Regions from separate parts of the Mus musculus genome. Here region 1 is linked to region 2. The links are chromatin contacts, called in public HiChIP or PLAC-seq maps. All regions are on one chromosome and are shown on one strand. Each heading gives the region's core, a stretch centred on a gene start, on an enhancer-like site or on the middle of the called end of the contact. The rest is flanking DNA. Distances are from core to core; before and after follow the strand shown.

Region 1 (7,601 bases), core at 1,506-4,005, 150 kb after region 2:
CTAGACTGTGCATGAGTGCGTGCATGCGTTTAGAAAACAACTGACCAAATATCAGAATCCTTTATGTCACTAGAACTGGACTGAGTGACCCTACATTGTTTTGGAAGCTCTCAGTCACATACATGTAAAATTGCAATTTTATTGTGTATATATATACACACAATATAGATGGATTGGAAGGAGCAGTTATGGACCAATAAGATATCTAGGTATCTTCAGTAATAAGAGAGGACTATATTTTACTTACTAATCTGTATTTGTTTGTTTTCTATACATGTTTTCTATACATTTGTTTGCTTTCTATACATATATGTGTGTATGTGTATATATATATGTATGTATATATGTGTGTGTATATATATATATATATGTATATATATATATATATACACACACATGTAATTGCAATTATGTGCACAATATCCAGACATGCAGAAGAGCCCCTGAATAGTTTGTTGCCGTTCCTCTACTTCTTCTGTTGGTCTGAGGTTTCCAAAGTGAGCTACACAGCTCCCTCCCACTCACAGACCTTACTATCCATCAGCATTCTCAGAAGTCTTGCTAGGGAACATTCACATTCATTTTGGGCCCTGGAAGAGGTATTGAAGCATCCTGGGGAAGACATCCTCTAAGTGCTCAGAGTCAGGTCTGGAGTAGTACGGGGCACTTACTAAGCAGACAGGAAACAGATGGATTGGAAGGAGCAGTTATGGACCAATAAGATATCTAGGTATCTTCAGTAATAAGAGAGGACTATATTTTACTTATTAATCTGTATTTGTTTGTTTTCTATAAACCAAAGACCTGCTATAACACTCCAGCTGGTCTAGAACCCATGGCACCGTGTGGTCTTAGATTCCCCAGTGTTAGGATTACTAGGGTTAGCCAGCACACACACCCCATTTATTCTATTCTATTGTATTATCAGAGCTACCGAATAAATACGGCTTCCTCCACTCTAAGTCACACGATTTCTACATTGTTCCGGTGGGGCTCATCTATCCATACGTCTAAAATGGCCAAGTATAGACTAAGTCTATGATTATAGGAGATGAGGACTCTGGCCATATTCTAAACATTCTCTTTGTATGTTTATTGCTTTTATTAAGCTGGTCAAAGAGTTGAAGCCATGTCAGGCTCCTCTCGATTTCTGCTACTGAAGTCTAGTTTATATGTGGTAGGTTTGGGGACATTTACTTATTTATTTCATTATTTGGGTACACTATAACTGTCTTCTGACACACCAGAGGACATCGGATTCCCATTACAGATGGTTGTGAGCCACTATGTGGTAGCTGGGGATTGAACTCAGAACCTCTGGAAGAGCGGACAGTGCTCTTAACTGCTGAGCCGTCTCTCCGGCCCTGTATGTGGTTGTTTTTATTATCAGAGCCACCGTTTCTATTATCAGCACCACAGCTCTGCAGGAATGGATCAGTGATCTGCTCACCACTGCATTCCCACCCCCCACATAGCAGTACAGTGAACACTCAACAAATATCCAGGGGCTAGTGACACGTGGCCTGGATCTGGAACTTTCCCCAGGTGCTCACGTGCTGGAGGCCTGGCCTTGGCTAGGGTGCTATTGAGGGGCGATTGGATGACGAAGGCTCTGAGGCAGCTGGTGGGTTAGCCTCATGTGGATCCATAATAAAATGGACTATCAGAAGGTACTGAAGACCACGGGAGGGGCCCAAGAAGAGGAAGAGGGTCATTGGAGTGTGCCTTTGAGGGTGTATCTTGTCCCTAGACTCTTCTCTTTTCTTCTCCTTGTTTTCTGTTTATCACAAGCTGAACTGCTTTGTTCTGGGACATGCTCCTGCCATGATGCTGAATTCTCTGGTTAGTTCTCCATATTATCACTATCATCATCATCATTATCACCACCACCACTACCATCACCACCACCACCACTGTGCTGGTTAGGTTTGGTTGGTTGGTTGGTTGGTTGGTTGGTTGGTTTTGGTTTGTCAATTTTACACAAGTTAAGGTCATCTGGGAAGAGGGAACCTTGATTGAGAAAATGTCTTCATTAGATTGTTCTGTGTGCAAGTCTCCGATTCATTTACTTGATTTTTGATTGATGTGAGAAGGCTCACTGTGGGTGGGGTGGTCCTGGGCTGTATAAGAAATCAGGCTGGGCAAGCCAGTGGGCAGCCTCCTCCATGGCCTCTGCTTCAATTCCTGCCTCCATCCTGCTTCACCCTGACTTCCCTCCATGTAAAATGTAATAAGCCCTTTCTTCCCTAAGTTTCTTTTGGCCAGGGCTTTTATCACAGCAACAGAAACCAAACCAAGACTAGTCATGACTACCTCCACCGTTATACCATCATTACTACCACAGCCACTATCTGCTTAGGGAAGTGGGTACCGGGACAGGAGGAAAGCTCTTGCCTGCTAATCATTTTATCTCCTCCTCCTTCCCTGAAGTCACTGGGTCCTTCAGGCTCAAAATCCTACCCGTCGGGCCCACAGCCAGCCTCTCAAGACGCTGCCAGAAAAGTACCACAATACATCTTCAAGGAAGAAAGAAAAAAGTTTCTGCCAAGGTACAGCAGCCCTCCAGCCCTCCGGAGGGAGGAGGTATTGTTTGAATGGGATCCAGCCCGGGGCTGCCACCCACCTGCTCACATGCCCCGCCCCCAGGCCCCTCCCTGGAAGACACCTGGGCGCAGAGGATCTGGAGTAGTTGGTTCTGTTGGCGGGTGCTGGCAAAAGGGTGTGGGGTGGGGCATTGGGGGGGGGCTGTATTCACAAAACCCACTGATCCAGAAAACCATTACAGGGAAAGGGTTTTTCGATCTCAACGGAGGAGGGGAGGGGTAGAAATTAAAGGGAAAAGGAGCAGAAACAAAAATAACAAGGCCATTAATCTTTCATCAAGTTAAAGGGATGAAAAGGAATCGCTTTAAGTATCATTCTTCCGTCGCACCACAAGCATGTTGCCCCCTGCTAACTTCAAAGGCTCCGACGAGAAGTTGGTTAATATTGTTGGCACAGTCTCAGGCCGGCGGTTTACTGTTGCTTCAGCAGGCTCTCTCTCTCTCTCTCTCTCTCTCTCTCTCTCTCTCTCTCTCTCTCTCTCTGCTTTTAAACAAAGAAAGCATGAGGGGTCGGGCACTCATTGAGGGGAGACAAGCGACGTCAAAGATGCCTTTGTGTCCCGTGTGAGGCCTTCAGAGAACAGCCCTCTGCCCGTGCGCATTGGTGGCAGACCGTTTGTCACAGATTCGAACCATCATCAAGCACAGACAAAAAAACAAAAAACAAAAACAAACAAAAAACAAAAACAAAACAAAACAAAAAAACCCGAGTGGGGGAGAGGACAAGGGACAAGGGAGGGGAACATTGTTTTCGTAGCTCAGCGGGCCCCCTCTGTGGAGTCAGGCCTGGTGCTTTGCTCAGCATCTGGCCTCCTGGTGATCTCAGCTGAGGTGAGGTTGCCCAGAAAGGAAGCATGGTGGCACTTTTGAGCACAGTCAGTGTACCGGGAGCCCCTCACCTGTTTAAGCTTGAGTGATTGGATGTTCTTCAAGGTGGCTGCTATTTATACTGAAAACAAAGCTAATTGGTGGTGAGTGGAGGGGCTTTGTGGTTGGGCTGTGGCTCTGGGTAAGATTCTGCTGAGCAGGTAAGGTGTACCACCTGTAATGCTAAGGGCTGGGGCCAGAGTGAGAGAGCAGGATGGTGATGCTTGCTGAGATGTTCCAGGAAGACACGGTCCACCAGAGGGCTTGCAGAAGGCAACATCGCACGGTGGGTGTTGTGACCATTGTCCCCCATAGCAGTGGAAGGTTGTTAAAAATTGTCCCAGCACGACTGACGTGAGCTCTATTGTGACCAACATCCCACCATAGTAGAAGGGTACTGATGTCTGCCATTGTAGGATGTGGTTAGCACTGTTTCTCCTTGATGGATATTGTTGCCAATTTCTTTTGGGTAGTTGCTCTAAACTAGGCAGGCAAGGCTCTAGGGAAGCAGACAAAAAAAAGCACTCAAGTCGATTTTGCAAAGCTGGAGGAGGCTTGGTCTTGCTTTGGGTCAAATCTCCCAGATCGAGACATATGACACCAACCGATCCGATTATCCTCAGTCACCCCAAAGTCTATTAGAGCTTAGAGTCTCTATCGTCCTTGTCTTCAGATTTTTGAACATGTCTTCGCTCAGCCTTGACAGCCTTGTAGCACCAGAGTGACTCAGTTGACCTCTGGTTCATTGGTGTTACTGAACAAGCTAATCCCAACTTGAGGGCCCCTGTTTATCTGGGAAGGATCACAGATGTACACAGGAGAAACCTGAGGGATACTTGAGACAGAATACAAGGAACTGTTGGACATGCAGAGGGACTTAATAGGCACAGCATGGCTGGCATTGTTTGTCTCAAATAGCCATCAATCTGTTGAGAACAATTGAATGTGGCGGCTGGGAATACAAATAGGATAATTAATATCGACCGTTACCTTTGACAGGATTTAGGATCTTCTTGAAGACAGATCTCTGGGTATTTCTATGAGGAAACTTCTAGATTGGGTTTATTGAGGCAGGAAAATCTATTTGGATGTGAGTAGCACCATTCTATGACCTGGAGCTCTGAGCTGAATGAAAAAGGAGAAAAGCCAGTTTGCAACCAGCCTCTGTCTTTCTCTCTGCTTTCATGGCTATGGATATAATGTGACCAGCTGCCTCATGCTACTGTTTCCATGACTTCCCCACCAAGAAGGACTTAAGCATCCTTGAACTGTGAGCCACCCAGAAGGACTGAGAACCCTGAAACTGTGAGCCACCTTGAAGGACTGAGCATCCTCAAACTGTGAGACAAGAAGCTGATACATTCAACTGCATCCAGAGGATTTACTTGAGGGGAAAACACTACTTTTTTTTAATTCCACAGATATAGACTTAGATAAAGCTTCACAACATATTAAAGCCTCAAGAGAACAATACAAAGAACCCCAGGGAAACAGAAACAAGCTTGAGGGAAATAGTGGCCAAGTTCCATCTTGCAGAGGCATCCCAGGGCTAGGGGTGTAGATCTGGAGCCTTCCAGGGCTCTCTTCTGTGGATCTCCCCATCACTTGCTAACTGTGTCCATCCTTGCAAATTTCAGTACAGTGCTACAACCCCAGGCATGTCAAATCTATATATTCCAGCGCAGCCTTCCACAAGCTGCCATGATACTCAAAATAGCAGTTTAAGTTGGCTATGGATAAGGAGACCCCATTGCATGAGCCTCTTCTTAATGCTGTCTCCTATTGGATTCCCATTGCCAGATCCTTTGAGCTACACAGATTCTTGAACCTACAGGCATTTCTTGTATAGAGGCTCTGCTCTACCCTTAGCTATTAGTATGTGTTGTTCCTCAACTACTTCTGATGGCCACCAAATATATGATTGAATAAATGCCTTTGTCCTGTGGTAGTTGAAGCTCAGGCTATGTAATTTACACTTTGAAAAAATTTTATTTATTTTATCTTATTTATCTTATTTTTATGTATGTGGGTGTTTTGCCAGCATGTATGTCTGATCATCACATCCATGCAGTACCTGCAGAGGCCAGAAGAGGGCATCTGATTCCCTTGAACTGGAGTTATAGATGATCGTCAACTCGCATGTGGGTGCTGGGAATTAAAACTTGGTCTTCTGAAAGAGCAACAAATGTCTTTGATTGCTGAGCCATCGCTCCAGTCTTCAATTGTTTTGAAAAAAACGTTACCGTTTTAACAGTAGGGATTAAAATATTGTGTTGGTTTTTTGTTTGTTTGGGGTTTTTTTTTTTTTTTTGAGAATGAGTTAATATTTGTCACAAAAACAAAAACAAAAACAAACAAACAAAAAAAGAAGACAGGTTGAGCTGGGCATGAACTGGAAATTTTGGTTTCTTTAAAAACCCAGTTGAGTCATGGGATGGTTTCCTGGAAGCTGTCTTGTGAGAGAACATGTTATCTTTTACTGAAAACAGACATGTGAGAAGGCACGTGATGTTTATAAAGAATAGAAATGGAACCCCACAGACAGTGAGAAGACACTCTTACATTGCTATGGCATGCAACTCTTTGCTAGTCTTGGCTGGTCTTGGCTGGTCTTGGCTGGTCTTGACTGGTCTTCATTTCATAGAAATACACCAAAGAACTTTTCATGGTATTCTGGCTGCTTCTGGCTGCTTCTGCTGACTGACACTGATTTTGCAGAGCCTTGCTGTTTCTGCTGGATCATACTGCTGCTGCTGATTCATGTTGGGTGTTTGCTATTGAACTGGACTGCTGGCATCCTGAAAACAAAGAGTGGAATCACCCCGAGGAACTACTTCTAAACAAGCCCACAATTCCCTTTTCTTATTAATCTTCTTTCTCCCCTACCTCTGTTCCCACGGGCTAGAAGGGAGGTTGAAGTGTTTAAGCATCCTAAATCAAAGTAGGTTTCGAAAAAATTCTAAGTCTACCAGGCATGCGGGCAGATGTCTATAATTGCAGCACACTTGGGAGGCTGAGGCAGGAGTATTGTGAGTTCCTGACCTGCCTGGGCTGCAAATATTGAGACCCAAACTCAAAGATCGGTAGAGGAGTAAGAGATTGTAACCCATCACAGCAGATTTGAGAGAGGGGGCAGACTACGTGGCACATGACACAGGTTACGGGTAGGAATAGAGCAGACACATGCGGCCAACCTGACCTTATGTCTAGGAACCTAGGGTTCCCACCCAGCTGCAGATCCTACTTTCCCAGACTTCCCTGTCGTGTTGAGGAGACAGGAGGTGCTAGTGAGGACATCTCTGTCTACTGTACAGAGTTACACTCTGTTTGTCTCTTGTTGGAGCCCATCCATCTCAGGGTCTCTTCGTTAGAGCAGCTATTCTTCCCACTAATGGTTAACACAGTCAGCTGCAGAGCTGGGGTGGTCTGCTGAGAATGGTGCTCAGTAAAAAAAAGAAGAAGAAGAAGAAGAAGAAGAAGAAGAAGAAGAAGAAGAAGAAGAAGAAGAAGAAGAAGAAGAAGAAGAAGGAGCAACTTTTAATTAAACAATTCCGAGGATGAACTGTGGACCAAGAGCACATATTTCTGGAGCAATGGGGAAATTATTTGTAATCATTGGCAGTGCGCAAGGCAATAGAGCAAAAGATTCATCATACATGGTTTTCATAAAAGTATATTGTCGAAATTTTTAATCCCAATCTGGGGTTTCTACTCCACCTTTGACCCTTTAGTTCCCAGATGAAACACACACACACACACACACAGCCTTTATATTTACAATAAGCCTTCCACAGCACAAGAGCTGGGCAGATATCTGCCCTCTATGCTATTAGAATCAATATTCCTATTGATAACCCCGAGTGATTACTTACTGTGTTTCATCTGGGCTGCTCTTAGCTCTGGCCAGCCCTCAGGGCCACAATTTTTTATGAACTCTCCTAATCCATGGAGGTTTCTCTTTCTCCTCCACCTTCTTCTTCTCCCCTCCTGGTTCTCTTCTGAACCCCAAGCCCAGGAACCCTAAATGCTATCTATGTCTCTTCTGCCCAGCTATTGGCTGTCAGCATCTTTATCCACCAATCGGAAATAGAGGTTACATAGCTCTCTTGTGTCTATGTGCAGACTCCAGGT
Region 2 (7,137 bases), core at 4,552-7,051:
ACTTCAATCATCCCTGACTACTTAGAATCTACTCAGATCCACACTAAAGAAGAAGGGTCTGTTCATGCATTGTGAAGAGTGAATGGCTGAGGATTTCAAAGTACATTTACTTGGAAACCATCAAAAATGTCTTACGGAGGGGAACAAGTCCACCATGGGAGCAACAAGCTGTGTAAAGGCTGCTTTTCCCTTGTTGCTCTTTGGGATGTGTGTGCACAGAGCCTGACCATGGGAAACTCACAGGTGTAGGGAGAATATCTTATATATTGTATGGATGCATCGCCTGTCAATTTAAAAAAAAAAACCTATAATCTATAGGAAAGGGTAGAATAGAAGGTGGGACATCTGGAAGGAGAAAGAATTCTGGGATAGAGCCAGGCACAGGAAATTCACCAGGAAGATGTGCCGAGACAGACACATGGTACTTGCACAGGTAACCAGCCACATGGCAGAATGTAGGCTGGAATAAATGGGTTATGTCTCATCATGACCTAGTCAGAGAAGAGCCTAGCTATATGGCCAAGGTATTTGTAAATCTATTTTGAGTTTGAGTCTTATTTCTGGGAGGAAGAACAGGACCCCAACTTCAATACACAGGTTAAGCAGAACATTTCCAATTGTGAAGAGACTTGCAGAGTCCACCAATGCTGCCTGGAAGTGCGCAGACACTGCTCATCCACCCTATAAACCTCACTGTGCTCTGACTATGGCTCAAGACACACAGGCAGCAATAAGAAATAAAACTGTGGGGCTGGTGAGATGGCTCAGTGGGTAAGAGCACCCGACTGCTCTTCCGAAGGTCCGGAGTTCAAATCCCAGCAACCACATGGTGGCTCACAACCATCTGTAACAAGATCTGACGCTCTCTTCTGGAGTGTCTGAAGACAGCTACAGTGTACTTACATATAATAAATAAATAAATCTTAAAAAAAAAAAAAGAAATAAAACTGTAAGTGATGCCGTTATATGGCGTTTGGGCAAGTTGGAAATTCAACACCCGCTTTCAAATTAGGATGGTACCACCATCGTCAAGAATAATCCGGGGGTTTGGAGAGATGGCTCAGCGGTTAAGAGCACTGACTGCTCTTCCAGAGGTCCTGAGTTCAATTCCCAGCAAGCACATGGTAGCTCACAACCATCTGTAAGGGGATCCGATGCCCTCTTCTGGCGTGTCTGAAGACAGCAATAGTGTACTCAGATACATAAAATGTTTTTTTACATGCTGCCATAAAGTGAAAGAAAGACAGAGAGAGAGAGAGAGAGAGAGAGAGAGAGAGAGAGAGAGAAGAATAGCATGAATTTCTTAGTCATTGCATGTGCAGTGGGTAGGCACAGTGGAAAAAACAATTGTCTTTTCCAAGAGTCCTCAGTGTCCCTCCTCGCAAGCCCCTACTCCTATTTTATAGGGCTCTAAGCCTACAGCAGAATTCATGCGCTGGGCGTGATGGCGCACGCCTTTAATCCCAGCGCTTGGGAGGTAGAAGCAGGCAGATTTCTGAGTTCGAGGCCAGCCTGGTCTACAAAGTGAGTTCCAGGACAGCCAGGGCTACAGAGAAACCCTATGTTGGAAAAAAAAAAAAAAAGAATTAATGCAAACCTGGACTCAGAACCTTAGCTAGTGTCAGCTCAGTAGAGATGGCCCCAGGCTCAGTGTGCTGGTTAATTCTAGTTGCCAACTTGATGCAACCTACAATTAACCAAGGAAGAGAGCCGTGGTGAGGTTTTAGCCTGAGGGGATGCCTGTAGGGGATTGCTTCAATTGCCTTAGTAGGTGTGGGAACACTCAGTGTGAAAGTTGGCATCTCCATCCCCTGGCTTTAAACCTTGGACTGGATAACAGTAGAGAGAGCTAGCTAAGCATGAAGCATTGCATACATTCATTCTCTCTCCCTGCTCTTGATTAATGAGAACTCTGAGACTGAAGGAGGTCAGAGGCCAAGGGACCTGTTCAAGGTCACAGCAGTGGTAGGGCACATGGTCCTTGGGAAACAACAACTAAGCATTAAAAATATTTAAGGGAGTACTGACATTCAATTTATCAACACCACATGGCCAAACGAACAGAGAAAGTGGATTCCCCGTGGACAGCCAGTGGAGGCCATGAACAGAATGTCACATTTGTGTCATTTATTGCTCACAGTCAGCAGAGGGAAGTTTGGGACAATCCCATCCACAGGCCCCTTGGGCTTGGCTGAAAAGTTCTGGCGCTCTCTCTCATAACACATCACACTTGGGCGAAGCAGATCTCACGTGTGAGCTCTTCACTGGTTTCAATTCTAAGTAAAAAGGTGGGATCCATCTGTCTTGGCAGACGTGCCTGGAGACACCTTGGTCTATTTGCTCCTGGATAAGTAACTAAGAGTCTGCCGAAGCTACGTCCAATGTCAAGGTGACCTACAAGACATGATGCCCAGAGCCCCAACGAAACCAAGTATAGAGTCAGTCTTCAAGCTCCACATAAAAACCTTGCCTTGGTGCCCATGGTTCTCTGCCAGCCTTGATAGCATCCTCATGCTCCTCCTTTCTTCCCAGGAAGCCCAGATCACACACACACCCACTTACCGTGCTTTCAGTTGTGATAGAATTTTCTGAACACTCTCCAGACTTCCTAAAGAGGTTTGGGTCCCAAACTCATGTCTGTTTGTCCTGACTCTTAACTAGTTACTCTCAATGGAGCCCCATTGCTGAGGATTATTTAAAGGGAGACCAGATGTGTATAAAGGAAAGCAAAGATTCAGAAGGGGGAAGTGAGAAGATGTGCTGATGGTTGGTGCTGATGCTGCTGATGGTGATGCTGATATCTGTGATGACGGTGGTCATGGTGATGGAGATGATGGTGGGGTTAGTGATGCTGAGGGCCATGTTGACGGTGATAATGATGGTGGTGGTGATGGCCAAGATAGTGAATAGTAAAGACCGATAATGGTGATGACTCTCACAGTGGTTTCAATAATGATCATGGCAGTGCTGGTGATGATGACGGTGACAGTGATGGCAAAGGTTATGGTGATAGACAACTATGATAATGATGTCAGGAGTGCTGACAGTGATGCCGCAGATGGTTGTGATGATGCTGATGATTGTGATGACAATCGTGATCATGGTGATGCTGATGGCATTGATGCTGCTGACCGTACTGATGGGGGTTACAGAAATGACTACGATGATACCGGTGGCGGCAGTGATGGGCTAGCAATGATGGTAGATCTCATGCCCTGTGCAGGGTGCAGAGGTCTGCATGTGTTTGATGGTTTACACTCATTACAATTTCAACTTCCCTCATAAGGAGAGAGCCAGAACAAAGAACCCAGTGAGATCTCTGAGCTCTAAAGACCACACTCCTGATGCCTTTAAAACATCCCCTCCACAGGCAAAGAGAGAAAGTCAAAACCAAAGAGGAACAAGAGAAACAGCATAAAGATGCTCCAAAGATGACTAGCTCCATAGACAAGAAGTCAGACCACAGTCTGAATAGTCACTCATGTAGTAACCAGAGGGAGTAAATGTCAAACATTCATTACTAAAGGCCAAATGAATGTCTCTTAATCTACTCAGTGGGAAGCTGAGGAAGGCCTGGGTGCTAAGGATAAATTTCTTAAAAGGGACTCTGAATGCTGTAAGGTCTGAGGGCAGACCTCATTTCTCTGATTTTTCTTCTCACTGAGTAAAGAGAGTCTATCTCCTGCCCCTGGACCTGGACCATTTGTGCCTTCTTCTCCCACAGACCGTAATGGATGGATACCAGCCTGAAGGGTTCTAAGATGGGGTACAGAAGGCCCCTGTAGAAGACCTCCCTCCTCATTCTACCAAGCCCTCACTGTTGGAATCCTATGACAGGGATGTCATACCTGAGGGTGCCTGATGGTTGGAACGCAGCCACGCCACTCATATTTCAGAGCAAGAGCATTTGCCAGTACAGCTCGCCTACATGTTGCTACATTCTTAGTGAAATAGTCCAAGAGACATGGTGGCTGCTCATCTGAAAGTAGATTTCTGGGTGATTTATTCTCACTATCAAAGTTAGGTTCAGATGCAAATGCAGAGATCCTACTACCATAAGCAATCTTAGGACAGCAAGACTCTGGGAGGTAGGTTTCTCTAATGTCACCAACATCCTATAGACAGGACTGTCTATAGGACACTAGACCACTCCTCTCATGAACGTACAAGTGGCTTTGTCCTTGTGGCACTACACATCCATGCTCAGGACAGTGAAGACCCAAGGTCAACAGAGTAGCAAGAGCAGCCCCTGTCCCTTGTAAAAGGGCCACTGATGGTGAAGCCCACCACTCAATCTGCTTGCTCCTATCTTATGGATTAGGACCGGGTCGCATGACCAGCTCTGCTTTAGAGAAGTTTGAGAAAATGAATACTTCAGGTTCTAAACTAAACAGATTGCTCTGAGAGGGCAGAGGGGCGGACTGGATCGTGATCGGCTCTTTGGCACCAGCTATCCCGTCTAAGGCTTACTAGGTCCTCAGTCAGCAGTAGCTGCCTTTTGACACGTGACTGGCTGAGCAAGAAAGATCCAAGATTAGGAGATTTAGGAAAATGTGGAGTCAGGAGTCAGGGGTTAAGGGCCAGGGGCCAGAGGTCAGGTGCCAGGGGTCAAGAGCTGGGGCTGAGGGGTGCGTTGGGGAGAAAGATAGAGAAGAAAGCAATACTTTTATGTTCTCAGTCCTAAGAGACTAAACATAAAGGAATTCTTAAGACTTAGGGGCTGGCAGCAACCTTAGGTCAGACTGGTTGCAACAAACCTTGAGGGAAAAAAAAAATCATTTTGCCTCAAACATCCATTTAAAGAAATGAGACAAAAAAAAAAAAGGCTCTTGGAGCCTAGGCTCACATTTTGCTGGGACGTGTGTGTGTGTGTGTGTGTGTGTGTGTGTGTGTGTGTGTGTGTGTGTTCCTTCTCAGAGATCCTTCTAAGTCAAGCTGCTGCCTCAGAACAGAGACTTCACAAGCTAATTAATTTCACTCTGGAAAACCGCCCCGCCAGACAGCCTAACGTTGTCTTTCCTTTCACAGCATTGCTTCTAAGAATGGCTCCCTGGTTAAGCATGAGAATCCGGTACCCTCCTCCATGCTTCTCCCGGTTGATGCGTCTTAAGTGCCCTCCTCCTCACTGGCCAAGCAGTTTAATACTTTCAGGATTACCAACTATCCCCGGGGCCATTAAACCTTCCTCGCTGGTGGGTGGGGGCTGGAACTGGGCTGGGAAGCTACGAGAAGTCATTAAAAGTAATTTGGTTCCAGGTTATAATTAGGATCCATCTGCATGGCGCTCTTCCCAGCCACCGAGACGGCAGAGGCTGCCCTCCACCTGTACTTGTGGACAGGGCCCCAGGGGATGCAGGGGAAACCTAGCACGGGAAGATTGGGGGAGCTGGGAGGAATGGTGGAAGAAGCTGAGAAGAGAGCTGGAATCCGGGGTGTGTGGTTTGCAATCCTCTCGCTCATGAGAAAAAAGTGGGCCGGAAGGAGAAGAGAGAGGGCATGCATTCAGTTGGAGTTTCTCTCTGTGGATCACGGTGGCTCCTCATCGCTCAGGTACACAGCCATGTTTCCTGGAGCGTGCGTGCCTTTGCTCCCACAGGGAGCACAGATGCAGCAAGAGATGCAAGGACCAGCAAGTTGTCTAAAGACCTGCAGGTACTGCCAACCTCCCCTGCTGGGAGTCACCATGGAGCAACAAAGCTGTGAACTGACAAGAGCTCAGATTGTTGGAAGAAAGCAGAGCCAACTGCACCGTGCCCACACGGATAGGGGAAGTTCCACAAGGACCCGCCTCCCAGTGAAGAGCTATGAACAACCAATGGCTGCTGAGAGGAAGAATCAGTCGTCAGGGACAAGCCCCCTGATAGGCTATCCGATTACACGTGGTCAGCCCTAAACTTATGAACTATGGGGAAAACTGGTCTCTGTGACTGGTGTGTGTGTGTGTGTGTGTGTGTGTGCGCGCGCGCGCGTGTGTGTATCACATATATGTGTGTATATGTGTGTATATATATGTATTATATGTACATACATATATGGCAGTGTGTGTATGTATGTATAATGTAACAATAATAATTATAAAAGATTGGGTTATGAAATTGGGAGAGAAGGAGGGGTACATAGGAGGATTTGAAAGTGGGAGAGAGAGGGGCAGAAATTCTATGCAGTATTCATGCATGCAATTCTCAAAAAGCTATAAAAAAATACATTTAAAACATTGGCTTGATCTCCCTTGGCTTTTTGACTTTGGCAGTTTTAACATTCAGACCTAGTGTAAGTTAAGCAGACCCAGGAGGACCTGCGAGGCCTGTGGCCAGCATAGTATCCTCCCCGACTTGCTACACACCTCTATTTGATACCATGGGGTATTGCTTCCCTTCAGAGCAGACAGATCTGGGATTTGGTTGTTCTTGCTTTGGTAAGTTACATCCTGAGTTAATCTTGCATCTCTTTCCCATTGGCTTTGTTTCCATATAAAATTATTTCACATTGGTGTAGCATTTGTGGTTTAAAAAAAAAAAATGCTTCATGGGCCTGCAGACTGGCTCAGTGGATAAGAGTACTTGCTGTTCTTACAGACCTTGGTTCTCAGCACATACAGGACCCTCTCTCCAGCTCCAGGGAAGCTAATGGCTTCTTCTAGTCTGTGCCAGCACCTGCACCTGCTGCATATACACACTGTGCACACACACAGATGTAGAATAATATACACAAAACTAACATGGCTCACGGGAGTATGAGGTTCTTCTTTTGTTTGGATGCTTTCTATTCAGCCACAATCTCTGCCTGTCTGTCTTTTGCACACACATAAACATACACACATATGCACATACACAGAAACATAGAAACACACACACACATTTTCTCTGTCTATGTTTCTTTCTCTCTGATGTTTATGTTTCTATCTCTCTGTATCTCTATGCCTCTAGCTCCCTCTCTTTGTCTGTGCCTCTGTCTCTCTCTGTGTCTCTATCTCTTTGCATACACATTCTCTCTATCCCTGTCTTGTTTTTTTTCTATCTCTCGGTGTGTGTGTCTCTCTCTCTGTCTCCCTGACCCTCTATGTCTCTCTCTCTTGCTCTCCAGAAGACCAAGAGGAGGACATTTGAACAGGACTCACATAGAGATGGCCAGTATTCA

The links. HiChIP or PLAC-seq counts read pairs in DNA pulled down with a chosen protein or histone mark.
Region 1: an H3K4me3 HiChIP or PLAC-seq map of embryonic limb bud shows a contact between it and region 2, with 3 times the contacts expected there. The contact joins two enhancer-like sites. A contact is called at or near these places in 1 of 15 datasets of contacts at CTCF or cohesin (embryonic stem cells), 8 of 484 Hi-C or Micro-C datasets (cerebral cortex, double positive thymocytes, embryonic stem cells and 3 more), 5 of 115 datasets of contacts at active chromatin or transcription factors (double positive thymocytes, embryonic hindbrain, embryonic limb bud and 1 more) and 1 of 9 other capture datasets (embryonic tail).

What each region holds. Positions count from the first base shown.
Region 1 is chr5:128,681,771-128,689,371 of GRCm38.p6, forward strand. No RefSeq gene overlaps it. Among named protein-coding and RNA genes, the nearest start is that of Gm33995, 24 kb to the right of the region's middle. Within about 2 kb of position 2,756, at least 12 of the 459 cell types and tissues checked have an H3K27ac peak or open chromatin away from gene starts, as enhancers often do. A contact at or near this core is called in embryonic limb bud, where this site is marked.
Region 2 is chr5:128,531,605-128,538,741 of GRCm38.p6, forward strand. No RefSeq gene overlaps it. Among named protein-coding and RNA genes, the nearest start is that of Gm38612, 35 kb to the right of the region's middle. Within about 2 kb of position 5,802, at least 29 of the 459 cell types and tissues checked have an H3K27ac peak or open chromatin away from gene starts, as enhancers often do. A contact at or near this core is called in embryonic limb bud, where this site is marked.